2 separate regions of the Mus musculus genome follow, and region 1 is linked to region 2. A link is a contact called in public HiChIP or PLAC-seq data. All regions are on one chromosome and are shown on one strand. The core of a region is the stretch at or near the end of the contact, and the rest is flanking DNA. Distances in the headings are between cores, read along the strand shown.

Region 1 (4,489 bases), core at 114-2,613, 120 kb after region 2:
TTCTGTCTCCAGATTGTTAATGCCTTGCAAAGATTCCCTCCTGTACAGTGCATCCCGTCCCCAGGGTGGGGGAGGACAGCCACCCGGAGGGAGGTGCTGGTGACTCATTTCCCCAGAGATCACTCCTTGTGCTAGCAGGGCCATGATACCACATTGCTTTCATCATGCAAAAAATAAAACCCCCAGACTGGAAGTCTTGGCTCATCAGCCAACCTTCTATTCTATAAGGAAGAGCACGCTGCGAGAGAAAAGTACCCAGACAAGTGACTGTAAACTTTTACCCATAGATAAAGATATTGAGGCATTTTCTAATTAAAAAAAAAAAAAATCGCAGGCTGGAGGGATGGCTCAGTGGTTAAGAGCAGTGGCTACTTTCTCAGAGGTCCTGAGTTCAATTCCCAGCAACCACATGGTGGCTCACAGCCATCTATATTGGGATCCAAAGCCCTCATCTGGTTGTCTAAAGACAGTGACAGTGTACTCACATACATTAAATAAATCAATCTTTATTAGTCAAGGCCTGAGGCTGTAGCTGACTGTAGCTTATCCAGCATGTAGAAGACCCTAGCTTCCATCACCGCTACCCAACGGGGTTGGGGTGGAGGAATCTATTCTGATTCCTCAAAAGGTATGCTGAATAAAGAAATAGTGATTGACAGCCCTGAGGTCTGGGATTTCTGAGGCTCAGAGAACTGGAGGAGACACCTCTGGCTCAGAGCAAAACTGCGCTTAAGAAAAAGAATTGAAGTCCCAGGACACAGGTTCTGAGAATGGGAGGGAGCGGGGATTTCCTTACAGCAGGATTTGTCTGGTGTTGGAGGTCTCAACACTAATAAGGATACTGTTTTCTGACGGGCTCACTCACTTGACCAGAGAGGCCAAGCAGGGGAGGAGGGGGAAGAGGGCGAGGAGGAGGAGGAGGAAGGGGAGGAGGGGGAGGAGGGGGAGGAGGGGAAACTGCCAGGGCTCAGGAAGGGGACAAAAAGGCTATAAATGGATCCAGAAGCGTCAGAACCCAGAGATGGTGCTCTGGAAGTAAGCGGTATACAGCCAAGAGATCAAAGCAAAAGTTGACCCTAAGGTCTAGCTTTGACTACAGATCCACTGTGTCATCTCACCCCATCACCCTCCTGAACCCACTTCTGGTCCATCTGAGGCCTGGGAAAACTAATGGTCTCCGTGACTGTTCTGTGAGACTCAAATCCAAGGGGGGGGGGGGGGGCGGAGACAGCTCTTCACTTGCCTACGACCCCAAACGCCTGTCTAGTGCTCGATTTAACTCACTGGCCCAGCCTAGCTAAAATCAATTCTGTAATCCCAGGACAGAGCGCAGGGGCCTGCGCCACCTCGTGGGCGATATCGGAACTGCATGCATGCCTTGATCCTGGCATTCTCCCAGGGCATACTTCAGGACACAACACATTAGAATAGTGGCCCAGAGCCGGGCGTGGTGGCGCACGCCTTTAATCCCAGCACTCAGGAGGCAGAGGCAGGTGGATTTCTGAGTTCGAGGCCAGCCTGGTCTACAGAGTGAGTTCCAGGATCAGCCAGGACTATACAGAGAAATCCTGTCTAGAAAAACCAAAAAAAAAGTGGCCCAGAACACACAGCACTATCATTCCTCTGGTTCTTATGCTAGGAATAAACCAATGTTATTCCTGAAACGCCTTCCCCTTGCCTCCAGGGAAAAGAAACGGCAGTGGCGGTAATGCCAATAGTACAGCTAGTGACACTTATGTCAATGGACTTCAAATTCTCACTACTTCCCATGTCCTAGGCCAGTTCACTGGCAGCCCAGGGTAGAGTTGGACGTCTTCAGGACTATTACTATTACTACATGGAAGCTTGCGGCTCTGGGTTAAACATTACACACAGGCAGCGATTAGTCTCCAAGCCGTCCTTGCCCTTTACTCTAGTCCTGGATGCCCATTGAGTGGAAGCGACTCATCCACACCTGCCTCCTGCAAGGGTGGCCATGCCAAGGGCTCCTGGCTTTTCTTTTTCAGCCTTCAAGAAGAGAAGGGTTATTCTACGTTGCTAACTTTGCCTACCTACGGGAACAGTGAAAAGAAGGGAATCCTCTCCTAGGCGGAGGATGCTGCCAGCTGGCACCGGAACTCAGGCAGCCACAAGTGCATCTCTGCAACACCCCAGTGTGCTGCAGCGCCACCTGGCGGCCAGAGTGGCACTCAGCGAGGAGAGCCGGCCTAGATCGCCACTCCACCTGGTATCCAGTTCTGCAGTGGGTGGGAGCCTCGGGAAGACTCATTCTGCTGTTTCAGAGGTTTGGGCCCTCAGAGGTGGGGCTGCGTCCTGAGGCCGTGGTAAAGCAGCATGGCATCTCATGGCAAAAGCTGGGGACCTTGGGTCTCCTTAAGAGTACACCCCAGTGATCCAAGCTCTTCCCCCAACCTCTGACCTCTCACGTGCTCATGCATACACGTGCAAACAAATGAACACATACAACGCGTGCGCGTGCGCGCGCGCGCACACATACACACACACACACACACACACACACGCGCGCGCGCGCGCGCGCGAAAGTCGTAGAGTCAGGTGAGGTTCGAATCGGAAGAATGGAAATTGCTGGTGAATTTGGGTGTGTAAATAAGGGAAGAAGAATCAAAGGACGGGTGGGATAGATTGTCCTGAGTGTTTTGAGTAGAACAAGCTGACACCCACTGTTAGCCGAATAAAATTCAAAACCCTTTGCACAGTTTTTAAGTCTTTAAATTTCAAAGCATTTCTATGAGCTAAGTATTATTGTCCCCATTCTACAGGTGAGGAAACTGAGGCACAGAAAGTTTGTATGAAGTCACACAGCTATCAACTGGAGAGATTACAAGAGAGTACTGCTACGTCAGGCTCCCTCTTTTGAAAAAATGCCAAACTACAATTATTTAATTATTTGTTTTATTGACTTATTTATTCATTTAGGTGTGCGGTGGCATGGCTGTATAGGTCAGAGGATAACTTTTCAGAGGTGGTACTCTTCTCCTACCATGGAGGTCCTGGGAGTTCAAACTCAAGCTTTTAGCTTTGGCAGCAAGCACCTTGACCCACTGAACCATCTCACCCACCCGGTTCTCTCTCTTGGTAAAAGAGGGGAGTTATTATCTGAGACAGAACTGTCAGGGAGGATGGGAAATGAATGGGTTTCACTGCCAGGAAAGAGGAGTGACACCTTCCAGTCTGAGTGTGTTCAGAGATGCCTTGTAAATATCCTTGTGGAGAGCGACCCTTTAGTGGGGATGTAGAGGGGATGCCAGGCCTAGAACAATGGCATGGAGGCAAATCTTAGGCATCCTGTCAGTTCTCCGGGAGTTGGGATGAGGTAATGCTTAGGAAATGTTCTCCTCAGAGGACCCCAGGAAGACACTACTCTTGTTCCACAAATGTCTCATGGGTATACAGACTTAAGAGCATTCACACGCCCCTGCCCCACCCCACTCTGGAGACTGCATCAGTCAGGAAGGAAGCCTCCATCACCAGCCACATAATACACTTCTCAACCTTTGATGCAGGACCTCCACAAGTCAAGAACTGAGTCTCCCTGGAGGGTTAAGAATCAAGACATTTGCCGTACGCGTGCAGAGCACAGCCTCTCGGCCGGCTACCCCGCAAGTGTTATTTTTGCAGTTTTATGGTTGTTTTTGCCCCGTGAGGGTCAGAAAGATGAACTCAGAGCCTTGAACCTCTTTTCTCACCTGTGAGGTGTTGCCTCTCTCCGGATATTCTCCAGGTGTGAAGACAAGACTTGCACATCCCGGTTTCCGCTACCCACATGGCTTCTCTAGCACATGGGGACCCTTTCCCTGGGGCTGCGTGGCTTCCGGCTGTCTTTCTGTTTGGGAGAGAACTGAACTGGATCCCCTGGAAGAGCAGTGTTCACTCTTAACTGCTGAGCCATCTCTCTAGCCACTGTGTTTGAAAGAACCCTTGCAAGGGAGTCCTGAAGGTCAGTCCCTTCTCCCTTTCCTCGCACAGTTGCAGACGTCCTATCCTGTACAATCCAAGTGGGGATATGCACCATAAAGGTCATGGGGAAGACCCGTTTTCAGCACTAGCAACAAGCCCCTGGCAGCATTCTGTGTCCCATCTTAATTATTGCACTTCTGTAACTTAGTCTTGCCCACCTCTCCTGCTGCCAGTCTGTCCTAGGGCCTACGTCTCCCTCACTGAGGTCGCCAGATTTCCCCTGATGATGTCCTGGGAGAGTCTGTATTAGAATGTCCCATTCCTGCTAAGACAGCCTCCTAACCTCAGATCTCATAGCATGGGCTGAACCGGACTCCCCACACAGCCAAACTCATGCTGCTATGTCAGAATAGTGTTGGGCTTCTCCTCTGTTCCTGCAGGAAGGACTCTTGCCCCTTCTCAGTGGCTCCCCGTGAATCACGGCGCCCTCTGCAGGAGGAAGGCTTGAACCACTGTGCCCTCTGCAGGAGGAAGGCTTCTTTCTCACACAGCCTTGGAGCCTCTTTGCAGT
Region 2 (4,879 bases), core at 1,306-3,805:
GATTTAAATATCTAAGTGGTGAATCACAGTTTCTTCAAAGTATACTGTCATAGCTTCTTTTCTCCAGAAACCTTTCTCTTTGTATCCTTGATTTTTGCTTTGCAATTTGGGGGAGTTAGGGATGCTGAAGTTACATCTTGACTAAAGGAGCTGGTTTTAATATTGTATCCATTTCTAAGACCCTTTATTATAAACAAATACTTTCTCTCTGTTTCTTCCTAGCTGATTTTTAAGTTCCTTGAAAGTGGGGACCCAAGCCTTCAGTTTTATCACATGGCGTATGCACTTTTCTGAACACCCCTCTCCCGGTACTGGCTGCCTCGTAAACACATCAGCTGCATCTATCCATTTAGCCACCATGGCAGGCAGCCCTCTGTGGCAGGTCCTAGATAAGTCAGGAGATCAAGGTCGAATTGCTAGGAAGTGGCCGCTTGTGAATTCGATGTGAGGCAGTTCTGCTCCAGAGCCGCCATCTTGGAACTCCACCTTACGGCGCCCAAGAGGCTTCGAACTCAACCTATGGTGGCTGCCTCGCGGCTATCATGCATTCCATTCTTATAGAAATATTACACTACCACTGAGTTATCCCTGATACCACAACTATGTCAAAGTTCTTCTCTGTATCCAACACCTCACGACGACATTCTAGAGCCCCTTGCTGCTGCCTGCCACAGAGGACCACGTCTACTGAAGGTTGTCTAGGCACTGCCTCTCATCAGCTACGGGAATAAGGCCAAGGCGCTGAGAATCTCTCAGCTTCAGTTCTTCATCAGGAAGACAAGGAATCATAAAACCCCCATCAGAAGGGATGGGAAAAATGGTACAATGCTTGATCAGTGTGCACTGTTCAACCCCCAAAACAGAAAACAAACACACAGAAAGTGTAGAGAGAAGATGGAAACAAGGTGGCTAACACGATATCTGGAATATAATAGGTGGTCAATTGGTAGCAGCTGTTGTTATTCTTTTCGTAGTTCATATAGTTACATAGTTACATACAGGACATAGAGGTACTCATACAGGTTTGCCACTCGCCCTACTGGTGTGTATGTGTACGCTGTTGCTAAAAACCGATCAGATTATAAATCATCACAATGTCAGTCAAGATGGTCCCCTGATGGACCCACGTATCTTTGCTGTAGCCCCCATTATCTCCAGAGAATCTGCTGTGTGGTATTCCCTACAGCTGTCAAGAAAGAAAAAAGCAAAAAAGCAAACCCAAAAACCCCGTGACAATATTGATCTTGGATATTTCTTACACGTAAAGAATAAATTATTTCTCTATCTTTGCTAATGCAAAGTCATTTATAACTATCCCTTCTAACAAATCAGGTTAGATCACAGGCCTGTCACTGGAGAGTTATTCCGATTCAGGGATTTGCAGTACTCAAAGAAAAAAGACCAAGCGGTTGACACTGACTGTGCTGTATCCTAAAGTCAGGAAGGACAGAATAAAGGCTCTTGCGTTTGGAGGAGACTGGGGGCGGGGGGGGGGGGGCTCCCTGTTCTCTCCACCTCTTGTATTCCTCCCAGCTGATACTGGATTCAGCCACCGAGAACAACAAACTGTCATCTAGTCTTTGCTTTCCTCCAACCCCCAACCAAAGAGTGTGAGGGCAGACAGGACAGTTCCCAGTTACCAACGTCTAACTGGGTGGTAGTATCCACAAACTGAGATTCAATTGCCTTTAAACGACGTGTATAGCATTTCAGAGGACACTGTGCCAGAAGTACTGTATGTACTGTAGTGTGTGATCTGTACTATATGACACATTCAATTCACATCACTTTTTTGTTTGTCGGTTGGTTTTCAAGATCTTGCTGGAACTCACTCTGTAGACCAACCAAGCTGGCCTTGAACTCAGAGATCTGCCTGCCCCTTGCCTCTGCATCTGGAGTGCTGGAATTAGAGGCATGTGGCACTACCACAGGCTCCCCCACAGTCACTGTTCTTATTTTGTTGAATAGCATTGGTTCTGAAGGTTAAACTGTCAACTGGAAATGCAGGGATTTGGGGGCTAGGGATCTAGTTCTGTCTGTGTCTTTTGCCCAGAGAATTTACACTACAGCTCCAGTATCCGATGGCGAAACGCCAGCTCTACCTGGCCTGTCCAGCTGCAGCCTCCCTCCTCAGCAAACAGGCAGGCCCCAACTCACAAGTTCTGTTCAAAAAGGCTACAGAAGCTTGGTGTGCAGAGCTCAGGAAATAGTCCCTACTGAAGCAACGTTATAAACGATCCGGCTGGGACCTCAATTTTGCCCACGGCAATTTATTCATTTATAATACAGTTAAGTGTGAGATTAGTCCAAGAGGGGGAAAGTGAATCCTAGACAAAGCTGATGCAAGGGCTGTGTATTGGGTATTCTCCCACTTCCTGTCTGTTTCCTCTTTCCATCTTACTGCGTCCTTTACAGGAGGGGCCCAAGGGCACCAATCAGAGGAACCCACCTAATCAGACCTGTTCTATTTGCAAAGACCTTAGCTTTCTCTTTCCTTAGTACTTAAAACTCCACCCTCCTCTATCTCTTCTCCACCTATCATCTCTCTCACTTTTGGTCCCCGCCCTACTAGGCTGTCTTCCCATCAAACATCCGCGCCCTGGGTGGGGTTGACCTTAGCAGATTAGAGGAAAGGAAATCTGGTTTATCTGTGAAAGCGAAACCCAGGAAGAGCTGACAGCTTCCTGGGTGCCTGGGGTCACACGGGCCTCAACTCTTTAGCTCCTCAACGAGCTGGTGAGAAAGGAGCGACGAACCCAGCGAGCATCAGTGGAAAGACTCCTACCGGGTCTTAATACAACGCTCAGTAATGAAAGTGGATGTGAATCTGAGGCAGTCTGAGTGATGCTATGGTCTCATTCTAACTTTCCCAGAGGCTATGTGCCTTGAAAATGGAATGCCTCTCAAGCTGGAGGCATCTCTCTACTTCATGCAGCACCAAAGAAAAGAGCCATTGTGGAAAATTCAAAGGTTTCTAAGGCATTGATTGTTAGGTGAAATGCAGGGCAGGCTTCACTTTGGTATTTTAGATTGTGTTCCTTCGCATAGGCACAACCTGTGAAGATGTCCTTCCTAGCCAAGCTAGGGTAGGGACTGCTCCAATTTTTTTGTTTTGTTTTGTTTGAGACAAGGTCTCACTATGTAGTGCTAGCTGGCCTATAAATCAATCACTCCGTAGACCTCACAGAGATCTGCCCGTCTCTGCTTCCCCAGTGCTGGGACTAAAGGCATATATAACCACACCCAGCTTCTAATTTTCTCAATTCTTTCTCTTCCCAGTTTTGACACAGGCGAAATTTCTGAGTTGGAAGACAGCCTGGTCTACAGAGTGAGTTCCAGGGTTACATAGACTGTACAGAGAAACCCTATCTTGAAAAAACAAACAAACAAACAAACAAAAAAAACCAGAAGTGGTTGATATTGCTCATAAAAAAGGCATCAGGAAACATCAATAAAGGCCAGCCAATAGCATCAATGTGGTGATAAATGACAATCAGCTCTGGTTCGTGGTATGCTGATGTCCTTATGACAACCAGAGAACACATGTCCTCGGAGCAGCTGTTCCTCAGAGCCAGGTGGCTCCCAGCAAGCTTCACTGTGTTCCTCCCTCTTTACTGTGAACTTTGCACCAGGTTGCAATGGAAGTTGCTGTGGGATTTATTTATTTATTTATTTTTTACCTATTTACTTTACATCCCACTGACTGCCACCCCCCCCCATGCCGCCCACAATTCTTTCCCCATCCTCCTTCCCCTTCATCTCTGAGTGGGTGAGGGTCCCCTTGGGTTTTCCCCCCACCGTGACACTTCAAGTCTCAGCAAGGCTAGGTGCTTCCTCTCCCACTGCTGGCCACACAAGGCAGCCCAGCTAGAAGAACTTATCCCATTTACAGATTTCTAAACCTGGGCTTTGATGCTTGGTACATCATCTACTTGGAAGCCCTTGAACTGTCTCACAAAAACAAAACAAAACAAAACAAAACAAAACAAAACAAAACAAAGCCAACTCCTGACTGTCCTCTGCAGAAGAATACTGGGAGGCTGTAAAGGAATTAAGATTTTGGGTACAGAAGCCCCAAATTTCGAGCACTTCTGCTGCAGTAAGGCTATTCCAGACTCTCTTACACACCTGGCAGTCAGTTCTTCTGGCACTAGCAAGAGTGGAGGCTGGAACTCTAGCTCACCCCACTGAATCATGAGAAATAATGTCTGTCATTTTTAGTCTTTTAATGAAATGATTTCTTGTACAATGATATGTACCTTGGCATAGTGTTTGTAAAAAAAAAAAAAATCTATTCAGGATCACGATAGAAAGCATTCATTTTAAGATCCACTACCAAGTTACCTATCTTGACCTCTGTTTAACTCAAAAAGCTGCCCTCCCAGAACAAGATAGAGACAAAAGCATGACAACAGGAAGGGAAGAAACTGATAAATATTGCAGAGAATCTATAGCTGAAGTTGCTAGTTATCAAGAGGGTTTCCTAAGGCTGATGGGTTAAAGAAAGAGCTATACTACTTCCCAGTTGGAAACAGTAAGAAAATGAACGCAAAATATACGTTAAAAAATAATCTTTATATAAATGGATGTAACAACATAAACACATGATTTATAAAAAGTTCTTTAAGTTTATTGAAGTCATTAAAGATGATCCATATAAATAAAAATATACATATCATTGTAGGCTTCAGAAATCTCAGTCTCATAGCGTATTAGGTCAATGCAAACTGTTCTAAAGGTTCAATGTGTGTGAATTCAATCAAAAGCTTGCCATATTTCTGTCCCTTTGGAATTTGATGAACTATTTTTTAAAAAAGCACAGGGTTACCTTATCAACTAGCTGAACTTCCTGTCAAGCTAGAGTAATTAAGAGTGTGGT

Evidence for each region. HiChIP or PLAC-seq counts read pairs in DNA pulled down with a chosen protein or histone mark.
Region 1: a contact with region 2 is called in an H3K27ac HiChIP or PLAC-seq map of trophoblast stem cells, with 5 times the contacts expected there. The contact joins two enhancer-like sites. A contact is called at or near these places in 11 of 39 promoter capture datasets (the C10 cell line, the HPC-7 cell line, cranial neural crest and 8 more), 4 of 15 datasets of contacts at CTCF or cohesin (CD8 T cells, the NIH/3T3 cell line, embryonic stem cells and 1 more), 24 of 484 Hi-C or Micro-C datasets (the AML12 cell line, B cells, the C2C12 cell line and 15 more), 31 of 115 datasets of contacts at active chromatin or transcription factors (CD8 T cells, the HPC-7 cell line, T-cell acute lymphoblastic leukemia and 22 more) and 4 of 9 other capture datasets (adipose tissue, embryonic stem cells, liver and 1 more).

The regions. Positions count from the first base shown.
Region 1 is chr1:157,075,103-157,079,591 of GRCm38.p6, forward strand. The region is part of intron 1 of Gm30568 (a long non-coding RNA gene); the gene reads right to left. Among named protein-coding and RNA genes, the nearest start is that of Gm30568, 4.3 kb to the right of the region's middle. Within about 2 kb of position 1,364, at least 55 of the 459 cell types and tissues checked have an H3K27ac peak or open chromatin away from gene starts, as enhancers often do. A contact at or near this core is called in the N1E-115 cell line, extraembryonic ectoderm and trophoblast stem cells, where this site is marked.
Region 2 is chr1:156,953,991-156,958,869 of GRCm38.p6, forward strand. No RefSeq gene overlaps it. Among named protein-coding and RNA genes, the nearest start is that of Ralgps2, 17 kb to the left of the region's middle. Within about 2 kb of position 2,556, at least 82 of the 459 cell types and tissues checked have an H3K27ac peak or open chromatin away from gene starts, as enhancers often do. A contact at or near this core is called in the N1E-115 cell line, extraembryonic ectoderm and trophoblast stem cells, where this site is marked.